Regions from separate parts of the Mus musculus genome. Here all the other regions are linked to region 1. Evidence: chromatin contacts called from public HiChIP or PLAC-seq data. All regions are on one chromosome and are shown on one strand. The core of a region is the stretch at or near the end of the contact, and the rest is flanking DNA. Distances in the headings are between cores, read along the strand shown.

Region 1 (3,770 bases), core at 577-3,076:
CTAAAGGGATCTGCAACCCTATAGGTGGAACAACATTATGAACTAACCAGTACCCCGGAGCTCTTGACTCTAGCTGCATATGTATCAAAAGATGGCCTAATCGGCCATCACTGGAAAGAGAGGCCCATTGGACACGTAAACTTTGTATGCCCCAGTACAGGGGAACACCAGGGCCAAAAAGGGGGAGTAGGTGTGTAGGGGAGTGGGGGTGGGTGGGTATGGGGGACTTTTGGTATAGCATTGGAAATGTAAATGAGCTAAATACCTAATAAAAAACGGAAAAAAAAAAACTTGACAGGGGGAAGTGGGTGATCAGTTGGCTGTCTCTAAATAGAAGTTTTAAAATATTTATGTGTAGGAGGATTTTTCTGTATGTATGTCTGTGCATCACAGGTATGCCTGCTGCTGAAAGAGGCCAGAAGATGGCATTAGATCCGCTGGAATTCACTGGAGTTACAAAGTACTGTGACCTGCCATGTGGGTGCTGGGAACCAAGCATAGGTCTTCTGTACTTGTAGTCAGTGTTCTTAACTAAGGAGCCTTCTCCCCAGCTCTAGGGATTATGGAGTTTGAAAAACTCTTGCCTCTGCCCTCTCCATCTACCCATTATTCTAATATCATAATACGTGCACACACACACACACACACACACACACACACACACACACACACACTATGTTAATAATATGCCTAAATGATGTAACCATTGAAGTGATAAAAACACAGATGGAATTTTAGGATCCTACTCTTTTGTTCCATAGTTGATATGAGAGTTCTCTGGGTAAGGACTAAGACTGTATCTACACAGTTCATTTTTCAGTAGTGCCTTGATATTTCAAACAGGGACAAGTCACTGAAGTAAACTGCAGAGGTCAGACTTCATAGATTTCTATTCAATACTTACTCAAACATAAAAACAGGATGAAAAGTTGACTCAAGGGTTAAGTCCTTCAAAGATGTAAGTTTACTACCCAGCACACACATGGTGCTTTTAAAATATCTGTAACTTCAGTTACAGGAGATCTGACCCCCTCTTCTAACTTCTGTAGGCATCAGGCACACATGTGGTACATATACATATATGAGGGCAAAATGCTCATAAAAGTAAATTAAAATACATAAAATGTAAAATTTAAAGAATAAAGCTAAACCCTTCCATTTACTTTAAGAAGCCAGTATTTCTAACCCTGATTGTAAAGGTCATTACTTTTCTAAATCACTATTGTCTTCGGTCACAAGTATAATGCTAACAATGACTACCTCAAATATTTTCTGTCTGTGAGATCCCAAACTGTTTACTTTAGATAAAAGTTGGTTGGCTTTTCTCACAGTCATGGGTAGAATGTTATCAGCTATGCACAGATGAGGAAACTGAGAAGCACATCCCCCTGTACATATTCACTAGATAGTAAGGAGTGGGATTTGTGGGCATGGCAGTTTGGCACCAAACTGTTACTCCCTCTATATCAAAATGCTCTCCAAACCAACAGTTGCTAAACTTTTCCTTCTGAGAAGCAGAGAGTTGGGTTTACTTCTGTCCAAAGTCCCTCCAACATTGTTAACCCTGTGAGTCACCAACTAAAGCCCCAAGAGAGACCTGGGCATCTGGACAAATGGAATATGTCCCAGAAACAGGATACCTGGTACACACTTGATACCAACTACAGTGAGTCCAGGAAACATTGAAACTATATTCTGTTAGGATCCCAGGAATTTCCAGAAAACATCCATGAGGAACACCTGTCAATGATATCTATCCTTCGCTTCAGTTTCTTCTTGAGTAGAGTCTGCCTGAAAGCATGTGAGAAGGCTGGAATAGAGGCACAGGAATCTTGTGGGTGGTCAGCGTGGGAGTGAAATGATGCAAGCTGAGTCATGGTATGCTTACAAGGCTAATGGCAGATGCCAAATAAAATGAGATTGCAAATCATTAAATCTAGGGCTCAACCAGCACACAACTGAAACATCAATCTCATATTATCAGCAAAGCCTCTGTTCTGTTTTTCATGGCCAGGTCCTCTAATGTTCATAGTGAACCAATGGAGCAAGAAGTATGACCCTTCCTGGAGCATGCACACTAGTAGCCTCTGCATCCCTCCTCTAGGCAGACTGTGCTATGAGGTGTTTCCAGGCATAATGGCCTTCCTATCTACTCATAGTCATATGCACAGGACAAAACAAAACCAGGATTGAGTTTTTATTGTCTCTCTAAGACCTATGTAGATGTAGGTTCAAAGTGAACGGAGATAAGCTGTATGTAATTGCCAACAACAACAACAACAACAATAACAACAAACTGGCTCATTCATTCACAATTACATTTGTTTTGTTCTCTATTCATTCTTTCTCTTGCCCATCCCAAGTACTATTCTATGCTCATACTTGCCCATAGTTCTGGATTAATTTGGCCATAGTCCACGTTTCATAGTTCTCAGCTTCTCGGTGGATGTGCCTTCACTTTATATGATAGGAAGAAGCTTGTGCTGGGGAGAGTAGTTCATAGGCTGTCTGGGAAGCAGGAGAGGAGAACTCAAAGGGTTAAACTATCTCCCAATGATAGTTAGCCTATCAGTTAGAGAGGGGAAGGTTAGTCTTACCTTGTTGTCAGTGATGACTTGGGCAAAAGCCCAGCAATGTTCTGAGGAGGTAGAGTGAAAGGGGTTGGAGAGGAATCTTTGTAGTGTTGACATTGAGGTAGTGAGAGAATAAGAGACTAAGACTGAAGTCCTGATTTTTTGTGTCCTTTTATGATAAGGATCCACATGTTACTTCGAATAGATATCCAATGGTACCAGTCAGCATAGGTGGGTCTGTCTGTGCAGCCTCGTATAAGGCCACATTCTGAAGACCAAGATATCAAAGTTCCAGTCATGATTTTTCTCTCAGTCAGTCTGTGTGGCAGATCCTCAAGAAACCCAACATGCAGGAGCTAATCTCTCTTCTTGAATTTTTTAGAATCTCTAAAATCCTTAGTTTCCGATACAGATGCAGTTCACTTCATCTGCTTCTCGTCCTGTTAGCACTGGAGCTTTCGGGGGGGGGGGTGATTTTTAATTCTTTATTTGATCCTTTTGAGTTCTTTCTCTGGCCAAATGAAGACATAGATCTGAAAACTCTAGCTACCAAGAATGATAATATTCTGGAATGGAAATTGAGAGTCAGCATTTCTAAGGGACCCTAGACATAGTGCATGTGTCTCTGTATAAGATGGGATGGAAACATGAACCACAGTCCACTGCATCTCCATGTTTGATGTATGAGGAATTAGTGACTGTATAGTGAAGGTGAACTCAAAGGGTTAAACAAAGAAGCAACAATTCCAAGCCCACTGACGTCTTCTTGTGATTCAACTTGAACTGGGTGTGCTGCAGTTATGGAAAGGAAACACTTCTGAAACATTTATAGCCATTAATAAATGCAGAACCTTAAAATTAGATGGTGTGATAGTCATAGACTCTCAAAGCTGTCAGGAAGCATAGAGGACATCAACTTGAGACTCTATCCTATAACAGGAATCCCCTCTTTAGCTTCTGGTCAGGCAACATCTGCTGATATTCTTCTGGAGAATGAAAATCTGTGCCTTATGAGCAGCTATGTCTGTCACTTTTATCTCCAACTTGGGTCATTTTTATCATTGCTTTGAGACACCCCTTCCACACACATATACATTAACCATAATGATGTGGGTCTTACTACCTTACTGCTCTGAGGTTTTTCAGAAAGAGGAAAGAAACTTCTGTCTTCTCTAAGACTCGGAGAGACAAGAAGTC
Region 2 (3,880 bases), core at 206-2,705, 140 kb after region 1:
TGTCAGAATCCAAACTGGGCTAGCAGCACCCGAGGGCCATCATGGCTCCATATTTCATCACTGAAATAGGTAGGGACTGAATCTTGCATTATTGGTGAGAGCTCAACTTCATAATCTAAAGTGATTGTCCAAGCAAAGAGGAAGGTTCTTGAGTCTTTCAGTCCTTTCCAGGCCATTGATTGAAATACACACACACACACACACACATACACATACACTCCACCTCTCTCTCTCTCTCTCTCTCTCTCTCTCTCTCTCTCTCTCTCTCATTTTCTAGAATAATTTGCAAGTTTAAAGTCTTTTATAATTAATATGATTATAGAATTATAACTAATAAACGTGTATAACAGCTTTATAAAAGAACACTCTTATCTACAGAAAGGAATCATATACATATATGAACACACATCATTATTTGTATCTATTATATTTCTATGTATCTAATTTCCCTTTTTCTATTATATAAAGGATTTAAGAACCTGTAATGACATGCCAAGTTTGGTTAAGGGAACAAATACATGTTTTTCAAAACTAAATATCTTGGGTGATAAATAAGGGAAGTGAAAAATAAGAAGCGAAATTTACTACATAGAGCAGTTTGTAGCCATGACAGAAGTGTGGAGGTCCTGCACTGACTGTCTAGAGTAGAGAGCTTCAATCCCAAACTCTATCAAAGCATAGCATATGCTGAGGTTCCTCTCAAAGTCCTCTGGTCCAGAGACTCAACCCAGAGCCCAGGATTCAAGGATAATGCGTATTTCAGTGTCTGGATCCTGCTGGATGTACTTTCTCTGCCTTTTCCTCTGGATAACTTCTGTGAGAGCCATATCACTGATAATGTCTGTGGCATTGTATTATAAGCAGGCTGCATGACAATTTTATATTTACAAGTTGCTCTTTACCATCAGACTCTGGGGTCTGTGAGAGCTATTTACCCCTTAGATTCCGTATCATCTGTCTCTGGTCTGAAGAGCTTGCAATGGATGTCAGAGCCTCTTGATGTTTAGTTTCATCAGCTATGACAACTGGTCAAGCCAGTGCCCAGACTTTGAATCAAGCACTTTTTGACTTGGATTTTTTTTTTCCTGGAGGCCAATCTTCCACGGGTTGTAAAGACATATACTGGAGATTCAGGCTGTGACCCTTTAGTAACGCACTTTTCTTTTCGCATACATTAAACCCAAGATTGGACCTACAGCTCCACAAAAACAAAAATAAAATACAGTACAGAATCAGAGTCCAGTTATATTGCTCCAAAGAAAACAAATTTTATTCAGTAGCATTTAGCAACAGAACCTTTTGTTACTTTAAAAAAAAATGAAATTTATTTACTGAAACATTTTCAACATATTTTTTGTTGAACATCTTCTATACAGTGGCCATTGTGCTGGACACATAGGATATAGTTCTATTCAAGGGGAATAAAGTCGATTATACTGGTGAGTCACGGACCTAAGTTCACTGACCAGATGAAGGGTCAGCAGGACACAGAGATGCTAAGACATTGTTCACATTGCTCTATGCAGTATAACTGCATGCAAATGACTCACTTTGGCACTGGGAAGCTAGGAGAGAGTTCAAAAACTATCAAAACTCTGGCCATAAAATCACAAATAGCTGGAGCCCACTGGCTCAAGCTGACAAGCTGGTGCGTAGCAAGTTGTACCATGTGTAGCCTGGATGGTTATGATGCCACTTACTGTCATTTTCTCTGCAGCTTACAGCTGCAATTCTGCCATTCCTCTTTCTCGAGTTTCTGACTTTTGGCTCCAAGATGGAGACACAAATCTGTGTTCTCTGGCTGTTAGACATTGTATATGTTTCTCTCTCTCTCTCTCTCTCTCTCTCTCTCTCTCTCTCTCTCTCTCTCTGTCTCTGCATGTGTGTGTGTTCACACGCAGGCAATGTGTTTGTGCACATGCACAGGCACATGCACACACATATGCATCTGAAAACACATAAATAAATGTAGACTCATTTTGGGCACACAAATTGCCAGAGACACTAAGGGGTCAGTTGTACCTTATAATTCCACTCAAAAATCCACTATGGGTTTCCTCTTGCATTTAATCCATGATCCCAAATAAGGTTGATTCTCTTCAAAGTCTGATTAGGAGAGTCCTTTGGAGTTGCCCTTGTCTCTCTCTCTGTCTTTCACATTTAGAGCACAAAATCCAGGCCTTTCTCTTTAGTTAGCAACTGCAGCATTTAAGTGGGCTCTGTTTAATTATGTGGTCTTTTTCTTCCTTCCCAGAGGCTCTTGCTGTTGAAGAAACACTTTCTCAGCTGTGCTCAGAGTTACAGGTAATTATAGTGCAAACCCCGAGTCTGAACAGATGGAAGTACTTACAGTGCGGGATCAAGCTGGTTTTGCTGGCCACACAGCATGTCAGTCACTGAAGCCACACTTTTCCCTAAAGGGAATAAGTTAATTCACAGGTCCTAATGTGTGAGGATAAGGGGTGGGCCTGGCCACAAATCTGCCTATCTGAGGAAAGGGCCAAGAGGTGTCTATGGCATAAGCCAAAGAGGGTGTCTGAGGCCAAACTAGGAAAATGATTGGCAACAAGGAAAACTAATCATGATTTGAACATCTGCAAGAAGGGTCATGGTTTGTTCCCAGGCAGTAGGTTCAGTAATGGCAGCATTGATATTGTATGTGGGTGGAGTCAACAGATGTCAAAAGGTCATGCAGTGAACACTGTGCACACTCAACTGAAGTGGTTTGTGCTTTCAACCCTTTCGAGCAAGACAAAGCTATCTTCAGATTCCCAAAAACTTAATCATCCCAAATGGATCATAGGTCAGGGCATTGTGGGGACTGAAGGTGGTGATGAGTGTGTTAGCTCATTGTTTACTCTTAACATTTTATCCTTGGATTTTAGGCTTTAGCTAGGGGGTGGAGAAGGACTCAAGAAACTTGAAACAGGAAAAAAAATAACTTTATATTGGGGATTTGTTTTCAGCCTTGTAAAGCAAACAATAGTTTGCATGTGCAGCAGAATGACTGCAAGTCTGTTTAGTCACCTGCTGGGACTTACAATGCCTTGGTCACTTGCCTTGGTAGAGTGGAGCAGCCATACTTCTGAAATGAGGGTGGGGATCACTGCCATTTCAAAAGGAGAAGAGTTTAGTTTTGCAAGGAAGTTGGTTAGCTTGGTTAGTGATGCAGCTCTTCGTTGCTGGAAGCCTACCTCAGAACAGACCTTTGTGCCAGTGGTGACAAGTTGTTGAATCTTTATGAATCTTGGTTTTCCCATCTGTGAAGAAGGAACAGTGGCTGGGATGTGGCTCAGTGAATAAGGTGCTTGATGCCCAACCATGAAGAAGATACTTCAGATCTTTAGAATTAACTTGAACGAATGGAAAGGCCAGGCCTGGTGGCTGCCTATAATAAATGGGATCTCAGGGACAAGGTGACTCAATAGACTAGTCAGAATTGTCATGCTCAGGGTTCAGGAAGAGATGCTGCCTCAAGAAATGAAGTGGAGAGCCAGTGAGAAAGGTACTTAGTGTCAACTTTGGGTTTCCATAAGCAAAACCATACATGGGCACCTGTGCCCATGTGCGCCTACACACACGCCAACAATAAACACCACAGACACAGACAGAGATCAAGCACATCTAGTTTTCTTTGACCTCTCGTTCTTACAGCTACAAACACAGCACGGGCCTGCCAAATACTGGCTGATATTTAGTGTGCACTGCCACACTGATATTTAGTATGTAGAGGCCAGCCATGAGCACTTGGAGAGAGAGGAGGGAAGGAAATGGGAGGGGAGGAAGGGGTAAGGGCACAGAGCAGAAGCAAGAAGGGAAGAGCAAGAGGAAAGTCATCATTTAATCAACAGAATTTTCTGGAAGAGAAGTCTTCTATGTT
Region 3 (3,900 bases), core at 994-3,493, 240 kb before region 1:
GCACAGGCTGATCTGTTCTTGGGAAACTGAGAGATGCTCATTGATAAACTAAACTCTGGCCTATTCAGGAGTAACCAGTACCTCTCCAAGGGTATGTAAGATGGGAAACTCTGGACACACACAGAGTCCACCATGTGGGAGCATCAGTGTATGACACTTGTTCAGGAGAGGATAGAGGAGTCCATATTAGCAATACACTTTATAAAACAGAGCTTGGTGGTACATGCTTGTAGTTCCAGAACTTGGGAAGTGGAGGCAAGGGGACAAAGAGTTCAAGGTTATCCTTGGCTACATAGTATTGAGGCTAACCTGGGCTATGTTAGGCCCTGGGATTTGTTTGTTTGTTTTGTCTTGTTTTGGCTTTGGTTTTTAAGAATGACCACAGCATGCTTAAATGGTGATATGAACATTTTTATTTGGCTTGCTAATCTGTTTATTCTTTCCTTAGGGTCCCTCAGGACGACCAGGAGATAAAGGACCCCCGGTACAGTATGCTTTAGATGGAGGATTCTTAGCCCAAGTCTAAATCAGAGGCAATCAAAAGTCACTCGAAATTCCTCATACTAGACAGACTCTCCAAAATAGGAGTATGAGCTTATGGGAACACTGGGGCGGAAGGAAGTGGCAGGTTCAGTTAATCCAACATAACATTGTAAAGTCAGGCACACCGAGACTGGTTTTGTCTGTTAGCATCTTTCCGTTACAGACGTGGAGCCCTGATTAAGTGAATTTAGTCAAATGGTAAGAAAACTAGTTTTTGGATTCTGGCTTTACCCAACCACAGAGCCAGGAACACATGAAAGGTTTTCTTCTTGCCTTGTAATGTGGAGGCAGCCGCAGCTATGATCCATTGTGGAAATTTTTTTGGGCTCATTTTATACTATGCAACAAGAGAGCTCCCAAGATGCATTTCTTCTCAGGAACAGCCACCGGTGTTGGCCATTTTCAAGCATTCACTGTATGCTTGCTGGTGCATCTTCTGCTGCAGGACAACTATATCATATCCAGTCTATGGCTCTGTGCATGTATTTTAAGTCGATATTCACTTGTGGTTTCTGATTAAGGAGGATAAGAAATCTTGTGGATGTTGTGCTAGATGAAGAAACTGAGGCTCAGACCAATTGAGATTTATGGCCATGGGATTTCACGGCAAGTTATGTGGAGTAGAGCTGAGGAGTGTGGGACTCTGGATGAAGGGCAGCTCAAAGACCCCCAAGGAGGCCATTTCAGCTCCTGCAGAGCAGATAGCCAATACCCTGAGAAGATGTCATTTTCCACTTGCAGATCTAAGGAAATAAAGTCCATTGCCTGATGTTTTCTAGAAAATGTCAACATAATGGGAATGATCTTAAGAAAGTGATCAGTGTCAGGCATGAGCTAAGCATTTCATTGACTCTTGTGCAAAGAAAGTTGTTTAACCAATAAGCATGGGGCTGGCTGTGCAATTCAAGGTGTATAGGAAGGCATTCTGGATTGGTGCTCAGGCCTGGCTCTCCATAGGAGCTGTGCCTTCCACTCCAGCAAGGGGCCACAAGGGGCTAATGCATGAGGCTCGTGTCAGGCTCCCACAGAAGGTTTTCCTGAGCTTTGTGTCTATGGGCTGAGCACAAGTCGCCATAGAGTGCATCTTGCTCAGTAAGGTTTGAGCACAGTGCTTTTGACACATGCACTATTGTCAAATTGCAGTTCATGCTGCTGTGATAGCATGCTCTGGCAAAAGCACCGTAAGGAAAAAGTAATTTTTTCTTAATTTAGCTCTGTGTAAGTGTAGTCTGTTGTAGCAGGGAAGACAAGGCAGCAGGAGCGTGAAGCGGGTACTTGTATCCCATCCACAGTTAGGAGACAGGAATGAGTATAAGCTAAGCACTATGATCACCGGTCTCCATTTCCTATAGCTCAGGACCTCCTGACCATGTTTAAGATGAGTCTTTCTCCCATCAGTTAGCATAACTGCGATACTCCCCAAAGATGGCCATTTTCAAGCATTCCAAAAGCCCATCTCTGAGACAATCATACCAGTGATCTCTCTGCATAGCTTATCCTTGTATAGTCATAGCCAGCGGTAGCCAGACAAAGGTGAGCCCTGTCTTCTCACAGTTGGAGCCTGTCTTTCTTTTTCATCAGGGATCTCGAGGCTTACCTGGATTCCCCGGCCCCCAGGGACCAGCTGGCCAGGATGTAAGTAAAGCAGAGCCCTATGGGGTTAGTCATTGTTTAGAGTCATTCCATGTGAGCTCATCTAACCACCTCCTAGCCTCCCTTGTCCATGTGCCCAGCATCTGTGCTCAGCCACGTTTCTGTGGAATCTCAGAGTGTTTGTTTATGTATTTTTAACTTTCTGTCAGTTGTGGCTTGTTGAATGATTCATACTTCTTTCTTAAGCATTTTTATGATGGTTTCAGAACCCTGTAGACTTCTGGGTCTCCAGTACACTGTCTCTTAGTTCTTGGTCATTCTGTTTTGATGATGTAGGGTTTGATTCTTTCATGGAGTTCTTCCTGTATCTGCTCTGTCCCCCTCTCCTCAAGGGAACAACAGGCTCAGCTGAGGCCCTTTGGGACAAGACCCATTTATGATACTGATGGCAGACATTTTTGGTCTTCATCTCCTGGACTTTGATCCGAGATCCCAGAGTTCAGGATCTGTAGGTCCCTGCTACTTAGCAGATCCAGGCACCAGAGGCATTTGATCCATACTTACTGGCAAAATGAACAAATGGCAGCTATGAGTTTTTAATAGGGCAAAGATGCTTCAGTAAGCAGCAGTGTTCTCTGCTTACCTCCTGCCTGTGCTTTTTTTTGGTCCCCATTAAACAGAGACAGTCCAAACTTCTTCCATTCACTGGGTTCTATTTCAGAAAGGAAGCCCCTCTAGTTCTTGTTGCCTAACATTCAGGTTTACCTATTCCCCTGTCATTCTTACATTCGTGTATCCAGTCATCAACGAAAGCACTTTCTTCTCCAAGCTAATTCCACCCCTCATATTTGGAATAAAAGATCAAGACAGGTTTGCATGTGGGTGTGTCTTTGCATGCACACAATGTACACAAGATGGTTGTAGTTTGAGATTCTAGAAGGGACTCATAGAAAGGCTTACTTTCCCCTACACACTTACCCCTGCCACTTGGAAAGTTTAACTAGGTTCCATCTTCAGAGTTGGGTATATTGCAGTTGAGTGCAACTGAGTCCCAGTTGGCTAAGTCAGAGAGTGATGGAGGGATGTGTAGAGTACATAGAGAGGACCTGGTCACCACAGTGATGGCTTTCTTTCTTCTCTCTCTTAGGGTGCACCAGGAAACCCAGGAGAAAGAGGGCCTCCTGGAAAACCAGTATGTCACCTGCCGGGTCTGGATGAATGCTGACTGTCAGACAGGGTGCCAGCGAAAAATAAAGTACAATTAAGACAGTTCGAGAGGCTTTAACTAGGGGACCAACCGGGCAGAGGGAAGTCACTTGGTTGGGGGGAGGGGCAGTACAACCAGGGATACGCCATGGTGTGGAGCATGCCTGCTTGTTTGTAGAGCCAGGTGCTGGCTAGAATGGAGGAGCGAGAGCTGTGGATTCAAAGCCACTGCCAGAAAGCCTGGCCTGAGGCAGGTGCGCATCTTCTTACCTTCCAAGCCCTTGGCAGGACCTCCCTTTCGTCCAGTTCAGCCATGGGCCATCAGGGGAGGATATCCCTGAGATACAATGAAACAAGAGACAAGACAGAGTGTGGAGCTAGTGTGGAAACTGAATAATAGTGGCATCCATCGAAAATTCCCAACTTGCCCATTTTTAATCTTTTGGCTGGCTTGAGTGCTGTCACCATATAGACAGCCAGAAGTAGTTATTTTGGTTCATATGAGATTGGGGGACTGATTCTCTATGAGCTTGGGGAGGTTCTGACAGGTCCCTAACT

Evidence for each region. HiChIP or PLAC-seq counts read pairs in DNA pulled down with a chosen protein or histone mark.
Region 2: a CTCF HiChIP or PLAC-seq map of the NIH/3T3 cell line shows a contact between it and region 1, with 14 read pairs. The contact joins two enhancer-like sites.
Region 3: a CTCF HiChIP or PLAC-seq map of the NIH/3T3 cell line shows a contact between it and region 1, with 8 read pairs. The contact joins two enhancer-like sites. A contact is called at or near these places in 1 of 15 datasets of contacts at CTCF or cohesin (the NIH/3T3 cell line) and 1 of 484 Hi-C or Micro-C datasets (embryonic stem cells).

What each region holds. Positions count from the first base shown.
Region 1 is chr15:71,630,662-71,634,431 of GRCm38.p6, reverse strand. All of the region lies in intron 1 of Fam135b (family with sequence similarity 135, member B), which reads left to right. Among named protein-coding and RNA genes, the nearest start is that of Fam135b, 95 kb to the left of the region's middle. Within about 2 kb of position 1,826, at least 15 of the 459 cell types and tissues checked have an H3K27ac peak or open chromatin away from gene starts, as enhancers often do. A contact at or near this core is called in the NIH/3T3 cell line, where this site is marked.
Region 2 is chr15:71,486,461-71,490,340 of GRCm38.p6, reverse strand. It overlaps Fam135b (family with sequence similarity 135, member B), which reads left to right. Exons shown (of 20, transcript NM_177819.3): 9 at 2,255-2,304. Among named protein-coding and RNA genes, the nearest start is that of Fam135b, 240 kb to the left of the region's middle. Within about 2 kb of position 1,455, at least 9 of the 459 cell types and tissues checked have an H3K27ac peak or open chromatin away from gene starts, as enhancers often do. A contact at or near this core is called in the NIH/3T3 cell line, where this site is marked.
Region 3 is chr15:71,868,389-71,872,288 of GRCm38.p6, reverse strand. Col22a1 (collagen, type XXII, alpha 1) reads left to right here. Exons shown (of 64, transcript NM_027174.1): 41 at 449-484; 42 at 2,125-2,178; 43 at 3,284-3,328. Among named protein-coding and RNA genes, the nearest start is that of Fam135b, 140 kb to the right of the region's middle. Within about 2 kb of position 2,243, at least 12 of the 459 cell types and tissues checked have an H3K27ac peak or open chromatin away from gene starts, as enhancers often do. A contact at or near this core is called in the NIH/3T3 cell line, where this site is marked.